Regions from separate parts of the Arachis hypogaea genome. Here region 2 is linked to region 1. The links are chromatin contacts, called in public Hi-C maps. All regions are on one chromosome and are shown on one strand. Each heading gives the region's core, a stretch centred on a gene start, on an enhancer-like site or on the middle of the called end of the contact. The rest is flanking DNA. Distances are from core to core; before and after follow the strand shown.

Region 1 (3,157 bases), core at 390-2,889:
TTTTATTACCAAATTTAAAAATAAAAAATTTAATTTTTTAAATCCGTTTAAAGAAAAAATTAATAAAATTTTATCTCTAAATTTTTAAAAAGTGATTATTCAAATCTGTCCTTGAGATTTTTAAAATTGGACATTTTAGTCTCTCAAATTTTAAAATATACAAAATAGTCCCAAACGTTTGTTTTTATTAGATAATATAGTCTTCTTCCGTTAGTCACTAATAGTGACAGCTAACGTAGAACGTTGACTCGCACACGTGACTATTAAATATCTATGTGTGCGATCTAGACAAATTAGTCCTTATGGTAAAATATTAAATAGTAATCCCTGAATAGTTTAAAATTTTTTGAAATAGTTTCTAAAAAATTTTAAAAAGTTTAAAACAGTCCCTTCAACTTATTTATATATAATTATTTTTAAATTAATAAATTTTAATTTCTAATTTTTATATTTATTTTAAATTTCATTATTTATATATACAAAAACTTTTTATGTATTTTCAAACCCTAAATTATAAATTAATTTTGAAAAGACATTATTTTTTTAAAAAAATTAAAATACATAAATTTATATTTATTTTTGACCATTTAATTTAATATGTAGGTATCATATTCTGTGATTATTTTTTAATGACAAAGAAGAGAATTTGTTAGTATTATTTGAAGAGATATGAGAACTTTAATTTAACTTAAAATTTTTCACATAAACAATTGGAAATATTTGTACAAATGTTTATAAAGGTGACACTTGCATGCAATGCAAACTTAGTCATTTAAAAAAAGTTAAATTTGTATATTTTGGTCAACTATAATGTCAATGCGAATGATTTACAAAATTCAAATGTGAAATTTTTAATACTTTACAATATTTAAAGAAGAAAATGTCTTAGCAAATCAAGTATTTTAGTTGTCTTTTTAGAAAATGTTGAGATTCACTAATTATAATATTGTATAAAATAGATTTACAGTTAAATATGTTTGTGTTACCACGGTTAGTAATTATGCCAAAAAATATATATTTTTTTACTTATGAATATCTTTTTTATATTTATTTGATGTCAATATTTTAGAAATTTAGGTATATAGATAATAATTTTTATAATATAAAGACCTCTTAAATTTAGGAGATATTGTTATGATTTATGCATCATATTAATATAGGGTAATAGGGTATCATAAATTAATAATTAAATAATGTTATTTCTTATAATATTTTAATATTAAAATAAAAATTTTTAATATATATTATGTTATTTTTTATATTATTTATTTACTAATTATTTTTAATAATATTTTATTATTTTAATTAATAAAATTATTATAAGACGTTGGTTTTAAAAAAAAATTTAAAATATTCGAAATGAATATTTTAAAATTTTTTAAAAATTATTTTGAAAATTTTTAAAATTTTTTGAAATTGTTTTATATAAATTTTTTTAAAAGAAATTAAAAAAAAATTATTTTTTAAAATAATTTTTTATTTTATTTAAATTTTTTTTTGAAAACTGGAGCAAGTTCATCGACGGCATAAACGAAATTGCAAATTTTGTTGAAGTTCGCTTACTATAACAGCAAACTTGATTAAAACTAACAAGTATGCTTATTAATGCGATAAATTTGTTCTTATTTCTGTTGAATTTGAATCATTCACATCAACAACAATTATCATTAGTGACTAATAAAAAAAAATTATATTATCTAATAAAAATACATGTGAAAAACTATTTTATGTATTTTAAATTAAAAAAAATTGTCCAATTTTAAAAATGTTCGAACTGATGTCAATGATTTGGGTAATTAGTTTTTTTTTTTCTTAATATATTTTCATTCAGGCGACCATGTTATGGGCAGCGTGGCGTGACGCGCTGCTGCTGAATGATAGCTATCCTATCGCTATCACTCAGTAAGAGATTTGATTCTTTCTTCCCATTACGTTTTGTCTACTTTCTTCTTCTTCTTCTTCTCTTTTTAATAGCAAATCAGTTAAACCTTTCAGGGTTTCAACTTCAAAACTATGATAATTGCGTGTTCAAATTAGAGTCCAAGTTAGTCAGTGTGTGTTCGTGCTAATTAGTTCTTATGGCATACAAATCGCTGACTTCAATCACCGTCTCGGACATTGAATCCGTTGGGATTTCAACTGAGGTTGCTTCCGCCTTCCACCGCCGCCTCAAAGAAATCATTGCAACCCATGGAGCTGGCACTCCTGCCACGTGGCACAACATCACAAACACCATTCTCACCCCTGACCTTCCCTTCTCCTTCCACCAGATGCTCTACTATGCTTGCTACATCGATTTTGGACCTGACCCGCCCGCTTGGATACCCGACCCGTATGCTATGCACCTTCTCACTTTTAAGTTTTAATTGCTTCATTTTATTCATGTTGTTGATTCATACTTATGCTTGTGATTCCCCCAAAGTGCTCCTGACATTCATGCCGTGCACTGATTTGGTCCTGAAGTTCCAATTGCATCATTGTCGTCTGTGAGACTGAGTTTCGGGTACCATAGTGTTCCTCAACCCATTTCCATAATTACGTCGTTTTGATAGTTGTGGGCATGTAAAACACTAAAACTATTTGCACACACACTTTGATTGGGCGCCAAAAGCAAAGGACCTCGTTTCACTATTGTCCAGCGTGGCAATGGAGTGCTCGCTCATCACTCCGTTTGCTGACTCACTGTCGCCAAGGGGTCGAGGGACCACTATGGTGCCCAGAGCTCAGTTTCAGGAACGAGTGGATGCCATTAGTGCAATTGGAATCAGGGACCAAACGGGAGCACGTCATGAATCTCAGGACTACTATTTAGTCGTCATTTTGAAAATTTGGTAGATTTATAACTTGAACACTGTTACAAATCGTATCTAGATATATTGAATTGTTAACGTATCAAATTTTCATAGACTCTGGTTTTGATATGATATGTACTAAGGGCCTTGTTTGCTGTATTAATTATTATGTAAGATTTGGGATTACATGTCATAATCTGTGCATTGCAATGATTTATGTTAAGAAATTAAAGCTCCTGAACCTTTTTACTTTTTTTTTTAATTTCTCATTTCATGTGTAATTAGGGAATGTGCTCTTTCAACAAATGTTGGCCAGTTACTAGAGAGGAGGGGTAAAGAGTTTCTGGGTTCAGCATATAAGGATC
Region 2 (3,157 bases), core at 466-2,965, 140 kb after region 1:
TATTATTATTATTATTATTTTATTTTATTTTATTTTATTTTTGGACGGAGGACTGTTATATCTAACGGAGAGAAACGTTGGGGATTGATTTATACATTATTTTTTTGGATGGACTAAAATGTCCGTTTTTAAAATTCTTGGGGACTGATCTGGATAATTACTCTGCTAGAAAATAAATTAGAAACTGATTTATCTGCCGGAATAAAACCTTGAAGATTGATCTGTGTATTAGTTTTTTTAAAATTAAAATGTCTAATTTTAAAATTCTTGAAGACTGATTTAAATAATTACTCTTATATATATTATATATAGTTGAGGAAAAATTTTAAATATTTATGAAATTATGAAATATTAATATTTTAATAATTTTAATCATAAAAATATATAATATATTAATTAAAATTAATATTTAAAATTATTAAAATATTAATATTTTAAAAATATTTAAAATTTAAAATATTTAACAACAAAAAATATTAATAAACAAATTAAAATTTATTTTATTTAATATTTATTAATCATTATAATAATTTATAAATATTAAATAAGGCAAATTCTAACTATTTTTGTTATCACCTTAAAGTCCTTAATATTACCTTAAAAATGTTCCTATAGTTTATACTTAGAAAACGCACGCGATAAAAACCTTTTAACAGTGCAAATGCAATAATAAGTCCACCAATGCATATGGAATAAATAAAGTTCCATAATCCGAATTTATACCAAACAAAACTAGGTGGTTGTTGATCTATAATTCTATATTCTAGCTACTTTGCGAATCTCAGAGCGATAATGCAACGAAATTAACATAATCTAGTGAACATTTTCCTGCAAGGGAATATATCTCATGAACTTAATTCCATACATAATTAAATATTTTTCAAATAATTATTTAAGGAGAATGCTAAAACTAATGTCATTCTTTAGGTGAACATTACTAAGTTTTACCATATAACTAGTAATATCGAATTTAATAATTTAATTATATTTTTAATTTTTTCTAAAATTAAAAGTGAGATTCAAACTTATAACTTCTAAAATTAAAAGTTTTAAGTACAAAGAGACTATGTCATTTGAATTAGTGTTTGTTGGCACGCTTTTAATTTAAATGATATTTTTCTATCAATTAATTAATATAATACATATACTTGAAGGAATAAAAATTCAATCTAATATATCATTGTCTAGATATTAAAACTTTTAAAGGACAAAATATTATAGTTAATTTTATAAAAAAAAATAATAGTTAATATATACTATCTCTTATAATTTACAATTTCGTTTCAAACTCAACGTTACCTATTTTTGAAATGGAGCACCTAGTGTTTAAAAGGCCATTTATTTAACTAATTTTTAATATATATTTTATATTTAATAAATATTTTATATAAATAATTAATTTAGTAATTAATTTTTAGTGTATACATATTTTAAAATAGAGTATTTTCAAATTGGGATAATTTCTAAATCATATTTTAATTTAGGTTATATATTTCTTCTTATTAAACTATTGTAATATTGTTATAAAATACACTAATTTAAATAAAAAATGTAAAATTAAATGTTTAACATTGATATTTGTTGGTAAAACGGTAAAGACGCGGCTAGAAAAGAAGAGAGGAGAGTAGAGGGGTAAAATGGTAAAAAAGGGGAAAATAGAAGAGTAGAGAAGCACTCGTGTGTTTTGAAAAGAGAAGCGGGAGGAAGGGACAGGTGGATTGTAGTTCTACTATATAAATAACTAACTTTCCTGCTTCACAATTCGGTGCGTGCCACTCACTTTCCTCCTCCGCTGGCCCTAAATATTTTACAACTCATAATCTATATATATTCATTATCCTCCCATTTTCCTTTTACTTTTCAAATTCAAAACCAACCATCCTTTCTTCTTCTCTGGGTTCACCACCCACAGGGAGCCATCACTATCAATTAAACGACGTCGTAGCCTCTCCTCAATAACCTTCCACTTATATTTTCAATTTCACCTCTCTCCTTCTCTTCTTCTTCTTCTTCATTCTTCTTCTTCTTCTTCTTCTTCAGGTACTGTTTTTTAATTTGTTGTTCTCCCTCGTCTGATCTGGCTCAATATTTTTTATGCGAATTTTTCTTAAGCCAATGCCAGATCTGCGCGCAGTTTCGCAGCGGTTTTAACATTAATTTCTCGATTAATTATTGATGTGTTGATGTAAAATCTCATTCGTGTTGAATATTTATTTTAATTTTGTTTGAAATTGGAAGCTTGAGGAAAATATTGTTTTCTAATCAACTAAAACTATGCGCATTCAGGTGAAGAATTCAATTATGGTTGCTACTGCTGCTACGTCGTCGTTTTTCCCTGTGACGTCACGAACCGGTGGAGGAGGAGGAGGAGGAATCCCTGCCAGCCTCGGCGGAGGGCTCAAACAAAATCACAGGTCTTCAAGTGTTAAGGCCAATGCGCATGCTCCTTCAAAGATCAACGGAACCGCCACAAAGGTTCCAAAATCCATGGAGAGCATGAAGCTGGAATCCTCGTCGACGACCGGGGCTAATGCGCCGAGGACTTTCATTAACCAGATTCCGGATTGGAGCATGCTGCTGGCCGCCATCACGACAGCCTTCCTTGCGGCGGAGAAGCAGTGGATGATGATCGATTGGAAGCCGAAGCGATCCGATGTGCTATCTGATCCATTTGGTATTGGGAGGATTGTGCAGGATGGGCTTGCTTTCAGGCAAAATTTCTCCATTCGATCTTACGAGATAGGCGCCGATAAGACCGCGTCTATAGAGACGCTAATGAATCATTTGCAGGTTTGTGTGCAGATACCAAGAAGAATTTCTATGCTTAGTGGGATATGAGTTAGTTGTTGTTATTTTCTGACTTGAAATGGTTATTGTTGGATAGTATTGTGGAAGCGTGTGGTTTGCACACACATTCTTGGTAATCTTACATTGAGAATGCTAACCAACAATTTTTTACTCAACATGTAACTAACAATTCTGTTTTCTCTTTTTCCTCTTTCACAAAAGGAGATAAAGCATACTTGATTACTTAGCTTCCTTTGTTTTCTTATGTTAGTTATATGTTAGCTACAAAATTGTGCGAGAGAGTTTTGATTTTGGAGAGGAAATATAAAGTTAGTTTATTTTACACTTTAAACTTGACTCCATCCTTGAT

The links. A called contact is a pair of places that touch in the nucleus more often than the background predicts.
Region 2: a contact with region 1 is called in a Hi-C map of leaf, with 1.6 times the contacts expected there. The contact joins the promoter of LOC112716234 here to the promoter of LOC112716229 in region 1. A contact is called at or near these places in 2 of 8 Hi-C or Micro-C datasets (leaf and an unstated tissue).

What each region holds. Positions count from the first base shown.
Region 1 is chr10:103,727,285-103,730,441 of arahy.Tifrunner.gnm2.J5K5, forward strand. LOC112716229 (probable acyl-activating enzyme 17, peroxisomal) reads left to right here and starts at 1,640. Exons shown (of 15, transcript XM_025768096.3): 1 at 1,640-1,902; 2 at 1,996-2,332; 3 at 3,078-3,157. The coding sequence starts at 2,079.
Region 2 is chr10:103,862,328-103,865,484 of arahy.Tifrunner.gnm2.J5K5, forward strand. LOC112716234 (palmitoyl-acyl carrier protein thioesterase, chloroplastic) reads left to right here and starts at 1,716. Exons shown (of 7, transcript XM_025768100.3): 1 at 1,716-2,040; 2 at 2,287-2,790. The coding sequence starts at 2,302.